2 separate regions of the Rattus norvegicus genome follow, and region 1 is linked to region 2. Evidence: chromatin contacts called from public Hi-C data. All regions are on one chromosome and are shown on one strand. Each heading gives the region's core, a stretch centred on a gene start, on an enhancer-like site or on the middle of the called end of the contact. The rest is flanking DNA. Distances are from core to core; before and after follow the strand shown. Region 1 holds the start of Nod2 (nucleotide-binding oligomerization domain containing 2). Region 2 has its middle 66 kb from the start of Cyld.

Region 1 (3,898 bases), core at 993-3,492, 120 kb before region 2:
TTCCTGGTCTCTGCCATACATTTCTTCTGCCATGAACTAGGTTTGTACCATGCTTTCCCCCAGCCTCTACCCCATGATAGATGGTTCCCCCTCCTGAAACTGTGATCCCAAAGAAAGTTTACCTCTCTTGTTTCTTTCAGATATTGTGGTCACAGTAACACAAAATGTAACTAACACAGTCTACTTTGTGAGGACAACTGCTATTGCTGGAAGTGTAGGTCGGTGGGTGGAGTTCAGGCCAAGCATATGAGAGGCACTGGGTTCTATCCCCGGCACCATTTAAACAGGAAAAACTGGGGTGGCCGAGGCACACAGGCCTGTAATCCTAGGTCTTCAAGCTCAGCCTCAGCCTCCTCCTGGTCCACCTGGGCTACACTGTACCCTGTCTCCAAACAACTTCCAAAAAGTTGGGGCCGACGAGATGGCTCAGTGGGTGCTTGCTGCTAAGCCCGACAGTCTGCGTTTGATCCTCAGGGCCCCATGTGGTGAAAAGAGAACTCCAAGTTGACCCATGATCTCCACTCGTGTGCCAAGACTTATATGCATCCACGTACATAATAGCCACAGACAATAAATACATGTAAACAATTTAAAATGGAAAACTGTCGGGCTTCAAACAGTTTCAAAGGCAACAAGCAGCTAAGGTATCTATTTAACATGTCAAAGTGGATTTGGTCTCCAGGTTCTCCCAGCATCCTTCAGTTCCCGCCCATTACAGGGTATGGCTGGAATACCCATCCTCTACCCTGAACTCTCCAGCCCAGGGGGTGGGTTTCCCCTTCCCCAGAGGCTCTTCCCCATATAATCCAGACATTTTGTGCGCTCTCTCTCTCTCTCTCTCTCTCTCTCTCTCTCTCTCTCTCTCCATTTTTCTCTCCCTGCCTATGCATTCTCTTTCCTCTTATCTCTCTGCCCCCACCCCACCCCATTCCCTCCTGGTCGGTGTGGCAATTTCCCTGGCCCCATCGGTATCAGTGAACCTGCTCGAGAGCTGCCCCCAAATAAACCTTCCCTACTTTTAGTTTGACTTGCATTGGGTTATTTCATCCATAGAGAAAATCTATTAAAAACAAACACCCTGTAGACAGCACTGAACACCAACAGGACCGTTCCCTAGGCAGGACCTTACCTTCTAAATGCAGCCGCTGCCACCTCAGCTGACTCAGGGACACAGGTACGTAACTGGAAGCGGTGCGAGGCAGTGGTTAATGCACAGCCTTTGGTACCTGAGGTCTGGAGCACACCCTGATGATGCTTTCACTTCGTGGATAGGCTAATGAGCCTTCCTGGGCTTCATTTTCTTCATCCCTAAATCAGGGACAAGAGTAGTACTCTGCAGGTGGGGTTGAGGGAGTTACCGCGATCAGACTTAAGTGTAAGTGTCAGGTTCAAAAGAAACTGCCCGGACAAAAGGCTAAAGGAAGTATCTATTAGCATACTAAAGCCCCGAAGAGCATGCTGGCCTCCAGGCTCCCTCAATCAATATCTGTAGCTCTCCACTGATCTTCCCACCTTACTCCCTGACACTAAACTTCTCCAGCTCCTGGGCTTCCCTCCCCCAGCTTCTCCTTCCCATAGAACCCGGCCTGTTTGACCATGCTCTGCTCCTCTCTCTCTCTCTCTCTCTCTCTCTCTCTCTCTCTCTCTCTCTCTCAAATGAGACTTCGTGCTCAAGACTTTTAGAAGTAACATTAAGAATGGGAAGTTATAAAATCAAGAGACTGTAATGGAAACTAAACAACTCTCTCGAGCAGCTCTAATTAGGATGTGTCAGAGCCCAGCCTAGGAGGCTACTTAGTAGGCAAATGCTGTTACACTTTGACCTCCCTCCTCAGCTTGCATGGGACTGACAACCAAGGGGAAAAGAGGAACTTTAAATGCCCTAACACCACCCAGCATAGCCTTCTGGGAATGTCTCCATTAAAACTGTAGCTGACTAAGGGCTTACAGATCCCAGGGAGGGTGCGTCGGTTCCTACTGACACCGAGGGCTTTCCTAGCTTGTTCCCAGGACTCTATGGTTCCCTTCGGATTGAAACGGGTCCCCAAGGGCAGGACATAAAGCACAGCAGGCAGGCCTCTTATTCCCGGATACCTGTCTCACTGGTACCTAGAGGGAAATCAGGAGGGGTGTGGCCGCCCTTCCCAGCCTGCCAGAGTGGGCGGGGTCACTGGGTGGGTGGGGCGATGGGCGGGGCGATGGGCGGGGCGAGATCATTGAGGGAGTTCTAATGCCTCCCTGGAGTCACTACCGGGCTGTCTGAGGAACCTCTGCGCAGCAGCTGGCGGTGAGTGCCTGCTTTCTGATTCTGTGGTCTGCGGGTGATCAGGGTGGGTGGATGTGTGGAAAGGACGGTTTTCTGGGGGAAGTTTGAGGACTCCCGGAGGACAGCGCTTATTGCTGTGGAGGTGACGACCGTCACAAGTCCCATCCTCAGGACTCTTGTTAATTGGTTCTGGAACTGGCATGTCTGAGCTTCTGGAAGGGACTCTGTTTCTCCTGGAAGCGTTGACAGAGTAGATAGGCTGTAAAAGGAAAGGGTGTCTTGAGGGGAGTCTTGGCCAGCTTTGGTAACAGAGAAAGAAGAGGGTATAGGAAGCACATTGAAGCCCCCAGGATCCTTTGAAGTCTGAGGGGAGGCTTTGATTTGTGGATGGCTGGGACATTGGAGGGAAACTTGCAGGTGAGGTCCTTACCCAGAGGGAGAAAAGCCTGCTTTGGGTCTTAGCAGGAACTATTCCTGGTTCAGTTGCCCCCCTCCACCCCCTTCTCTGTAGGCCTCAGTTTCTCTTTTAGCCTTCAGAAATACTCTCTAACCCCAGCTGCTGCTTCATAATCCTTGCCCCAGCCTCCTGCTTACCGTTACTCATTTGTGAGTGTGGGAGTTGGGATCAAACCCTATTCCTGCCCGGACAGACCCACACCTCCGTGCCCAATGCCAGCTAAGCGCTCAGCCTTTTGCTTGGCTCTCTTTCAAGCCTTTGGTGCTGTCTTTGGACAAGCCAGCTCCCAAGCCTCTGGATAGGTCTGAGCTGGCTGAAGCTCTGACTTCTGTGTCTTTTTTAGAACCTGCAAGGTCCTGGCCTGGGATGGGGGCATTGGCTTTCTGGGATCTCACCCAGGGTTGTTATCCTGGAGGGGAAAAGCCCCATCCCCATCTCTGTGCTCTTGGTGAAGAAGACCAAAGAGTCAGCTTCATTGGCTCTGTCTTAGTCTGTTGTGAGGTCACTGGAGCTCCTGGTTTCTTGGCCACTTGATGCCAGTTGGCCTCTACATGCAGCTCCAAGCTGGCACTGGCTCCATCTTGCCCCCTCTCTCCCACCCAGGTCAGCATTGCAGAGTGGCCCAGTGAACAGGAACTTATTGTTAACAAAGTGGCTTCTATACCTGTTTGGCCAAAGTGTGTGCCTTGCAATCTCTGCTCGCTGGTTCCACAGCTACCTCCCCACACTGGGTGGAATAAACCCACCCTCAACTCATGCAGACCCCATCTGTGCCCTGGGTGATACACAGGGTTATGGTGACTACATCCCGCTAACACCTGCCATCTCAGATGACAGGAAATACTGTGGGGAGAAGAAGCTGGGACAGGGCTTGGGGACTAGGGTTTTGCATAGCAGAGGAAGGCACCTCTGAGACAGTCACTACTGAACAAAATCTTAAGGAGGTGATAGGCAAGTCATGTGACTATCTTGGGGGATAGAGAAAGCTGTGTGTGTGTGTGTGTGTGTGTGTGTGTGTGTGTGTGTGTGTGTGTGAAAAGCAGGAGCATGACAGACCAGAGCAGGCTTCCTTGTTCTGAGAGTAAGGAGCAGGCCAGGAGCTACGGCAGGGTGGAAATGGGGTGGGGGAGTGGGGGGTGGTTAGGAGGAAAGAGGTGGCAGCTGAAATCTCTTGT
Region 2 (4,386 bases), core at 975-3,474:
TCCGAATGTCATTCAGAATAGCCCACCAGGTTGACGAGGGGACAGTGTCCCTGGGAAGGAAGTTTGGGAGAGTTTCCTGCCTGTCTTCACCTGTTGGTGATAGCAGGTCTGGGTGGGTTGCCAGTGGTGGGGAACTGCTTTACATTGCTCAGTGTCGATGGAAGGGGTTGTTTTTGGGGACAGCAAGGAGGCTGGTGAAGACTGACCTGGATAGTGTGGAATCAATCATTTCTCTTAGCACGGGACTTCGATCACGCAGCATAACTAGAATCTGCAAAGGTTTTATCTGTCGACAGTATCGGTTTTCAAGACTTTAATACTACCATGGTGTGCTCTTCTTGGGGGCTAGTTGGTCTTACCAGCCTTGACCCTGCACCCACAGTTTGCTTCTCAGTCCTGTATTCTGCTGGCTCCAGAGGGTCAAGCCTGCTGAGTGGGTTGCCATGGGGTGAGATTATAACAGGAAGCATTGTATTGCAGACAAACGTACTGCTACAGAGCAGGCAGTCTCCTCAGAGAAGCACTGGGAGAGGACTTAAAGGCAATGGCTGGGAGCTGGGAGGGTGGGAAAAGCAAGGATAGGGGATGGGGGAGATGGGGAGCAACTCTATTGGTTCTCTGTGCTTGTTTGTGGTGTAAACATCCACACCATGCGACTGCAAACTATTGGGTACCAGCTCAGCAGATAGAATGGAAAGAGAGACATAGATTCTTCACAAAAGGGCAGAGCATGTCCACACTGAATGCTAGCGTTCAGTCTAGGGCTCTGCATATTGCTTGGGGACCAAGCCCAACCCCACACTGTTTCCCCAAGTGACATTTTAGCAGAACACAGTCACACCCACTTGTCCTGTAACAGCAGAGTTGTAGAGCTGTGACAGAAAACTTAAGGCCTTGCACAGCCTAAAATATTTACTCTTTGGCTACTTGTAGGAAAAGTCTGCCCAGTGTTGTTATAGATGTCATAAAATAGATATATAATTAGGAAGGACTGAGTCCCAGAGGTTGTTTTTGTTATCTCTATATCTGTCTGTCTGTCTATCTATCTATCTATCTATCTATCTATCTATCTATCTATCTATCTATCTATCTATCTATCTATCTATCTATCATCTATCTCATTCCATAGCCCAGGGAGACCTTGAACTTGCCATAGTCTTTCTGCCTCAGTGTTCTGAGTACTGGGATTCCAGGTATGAATCACCTTTTCCCGCCTCAGTTTAACTTTCATAATAGATGATTTCAGACCTAGCTCACTGCTGTCCACCCCTGAATATTTAACCCTTGCTTGTCAGGAGCCCGGTGGGACCATTCTTGCTCACCATGGACTCCTCCAATGACCCCTCGGCTCCCTTTCTCCCCTGCACTACTCACCCAACACCATTTACTCTGATCTGGTTTGTTGTGCTCTCAGAATTAGCAGCAGTGATGACTGTGACTCTTACTCCCATTTTCTCAGCATTTTGACCAGCGCCTGACACAAAGTAGGCGCTCAAACATTTGCTGAACGGGGGAACGGAACTTTTAGCCTCTTGGGCAGATCAGCTGTCCTATTCACTATTACGGATACAGCCAGAACTGTCTGTCCTTTTGAGAAAGTACAAGAGGTCCCAGTCTGTAGTTCCCTCATGCCACATGATCTTGGAGACATCGCAGAGCTTCTCCAGAAATAAACTTTGAATGAAGCCATGTTTATCACGCTGCCTTGTGCTCAGAAATCCCTTACTAAATGGTAGTCAGCAGCAGCAGTAGCAGCAGCATAGGGGAAATGTAACCATGAAATTGAGAGATAGGCTCGTGAGACTAATTAAACACACCCCTTCTGCCTCCACTTGCCCTGTCAGGCCAGGGCAAGTCCTCATACTACTTATAAGATTTGTATTTCCTAAATTGTCTCCTTTTGAGTGCAGCAGCGCCACCTTGTGGGCACGTTAGGTTACGACGCAGTACCCCATAACTTCCAAGTGGTCCCAGTCAGACAGTACGTGTGAAAGGCAGCAGGTGATGCTAAAAGCAAACCTGGCCTTCAGGGCTACGTAGCACATTACAAATGACATGCAGGAGGCCTTAACCCTCCCCGTCCCCCCCCCACCTCCCTCCCCACCCCCCTCCCTGTCCCCCGTGTAACTTAAAGACACATGGTTCGTGATGGCCATTTCTGCTGCTACTGTCTTCTTTCATGATTGGCTCTGCCCTGGTTCTGACTCCAGCTTTAGTCTTCAGGCGCCTTAAAGCCACATTTAAAACGAGATAGTGCCATCTACTGGGAGGACACGGTAAGATGGGTTATGGAGTCCAAGACCAGATCGACGGAATGAATCTTGGTTTTTGTGAAGAACGTGGAGGAAAAAAAAAAAAAAAAAAGAACAGGTTCTGATATCACAATCACTGGTGCGCATGTCTAGGCTCAAACCTAAAGTTATCAGTTGCCCGAATGCCCCCACAGCTTGCTTCGTCAGAGTCTGTGGACCACCTGCCTCTGATGTTGGGGCAAGGCGGGTGTGGAGGTCCTATGCAGAACAGGCAGAACCAACTTTGCAGGACAGGGCCCTGGGATGGCATTTTACACCGTCCCGTTTCCTAAGCTGTATGCTGTCCACGGGTGTAGTGTATGCTAATTCCTGCCGTGGTGGAGAACACTTTTTTATCTTCCAGGAAACTCGGAGCCACAGCGCCTCCCCATGTTCGTTTTGGGTCATGCATCACGTGAAATAGCACCCTTGGGTCAGGCCTGGCAAGCCAAAGGAGTTACTGCAGGTTCCTGCTGCTGCTGTCCCTTGTGGCTCCACTATTGGCTGGCCAGTTGCCACCAGCATTCTCCTAGTCCTGCTCTGCTGGGTGGGGAAGGAAGTGCGCAGCTCCATTCCCAGGCACTGACTAGGGTTCACCATAAACAAATTACAGGGCTTTGCTGGAGAGATCCTATAACAGATCTCAGCACCTTCTTCATGGCTTCTCTTAGAACATCAGCATGCAACACACACAGGGGAACTGGGCTCCATTCTGCACCATCCTGTTCACTTCTGGCGTCTGAGGTCTCCATCAGTGAACGCCAGGTACTTCAGGAGCTGGTTTTCCTTGGGCTGCCAGCTTTTCTTGTTTTGCTTCTTCTTCAGCTCCTGTTCCTGGATAATTGCTCACAAACTGAGACACGATTCAGAACCCTCCATGTGCTGCAAACTTTGTACTCAGCACATGTGCCAGTAGGAGCCCTTTTGAGGGAATGAGAGGTTGCACATCTGCCCAACCATAAGCCAGAGATCCTGGCAACTTTGTTTATAATGGGGCCAATTTGAGAAGCCTGGATGTGCAGAACCTTGATACATTGTGGCATAAATAGACCCTGGAGTATGTTGGAGTCTCTGATGATTCCTCTGGATCATGTGCATGTGCCTGTGCGTGAGAGACAGAGAGACAGAGAGACAGAGAGACAGAGACAGAGAGGGCTGGAAAGATGGCTCAGCCGTTAAAGGCTAGGCTCACAACCAAAAATATAAGAGAGAGAGAGAGAGAGAGAGAGAGAGAGAGAGAGAGAGAGAGAGAGAGAGAGAGATTGGGAGAGAGAGAGAGAGAGAGAGGAGGTTGACACTGGGTATCTTTCATGGTTGATCTCTACTTTTGGGTCAGTGTCTCTCACTAATATTGGAGACAGTAGATTTGGCCAGGCTGGCTGACCAGCAAGCCACAAAGATCCTTCCTGTCTCAGCTGCCCCAGTGTTGGGATTATAGGGACGGCCCTCCACACTTAACTCTTTTGTTTTTATACACAGGCACATGGCATGAGCTTTGCTGACTGGGCCAACATCTCAGCCTGTGGACTGTTACTTTGATCTATAATATATTTGGCAAAAACAAACAAATGAACAAACAAACAAACAAACAAACAAAAAACAGGTTATAAAAACTCAGATATCACAATAGTGCTCAATGTGCTTATAAGAGGATTGTGTGTGTGTGTGTATGTGTGTGTGTGTGTGTGTGTGTGTGTGTGTGTGTGTGTGTGTTGAAAATGCCACTAGCAGGCACCATGCTGGCTACAGAGCTCTTCCTGGCTGTAGATGTTGTTTATGAGTTTTCTCTTCTCACATTGGTCCATCTGTATTGGGACTAAAAATCGACTGAGCAACAATAGTGCAGGAAGCGTGGACGTCAATGCCAGAAGGAGGGGATGTCAAGAGCCTTCTGAGCTTTTAGACCACATGTTACAAGGTGCTCCAGGTCTGGGGAGTGTGTGGCAGGAATTCTGGAGGTCACTGGGATGGCAAAGACCTGGGCATGTTTCCCTCAGGGTTGCAATGAGCCCTTCCCTTGGCCTCTTTGAGAAGAAAAGGCCTGTATCTGTTTCCACAGTAACAGCAGGATGGAAGCAGGTTGTACGGCCTCATG

What was found. Hi-C and Micro-C count contacts between places; a contact is called where the count stands out from the background.
Region 1: a Hi-C map of psoas muscle shows a contact between it and region 2, with 3 times the contacts expected there. The contact joins the promoter of Nod2 here to the enhancer-like site in region 2. A contact is called at or near these places in 5 of 12 Hi-C or Micro-C datasets (the A7r5 cell line, the Rat2 cell line, kidney and 2 more).

Annotation. Positions count from the first base shown.
Region 1 is chr19:34,594,586-34,598,483 of GRCr8, reverse strand. Nod2 (nucleotide-binding oligomerization domain containing 2) reads left to right here and starts at 2,242. Exons shown (of 13, transcript NM_001414911.1): 1 at 2,242-2,287.
Region 2 is chr19:34,478,674-34,483,059 of GRCr8, reverse strand. No RefSeq gene overlaps it. Among named protein-coding and RNA genes, the nearest start is that of Cyld, 66 kb to the left of the region's middle. Within about 2 kb of position 2,224, at least 9 of the 93 cell types and tissues checked have an H3K27ac peak or open chromatin away from gene starts, as enhancers often do.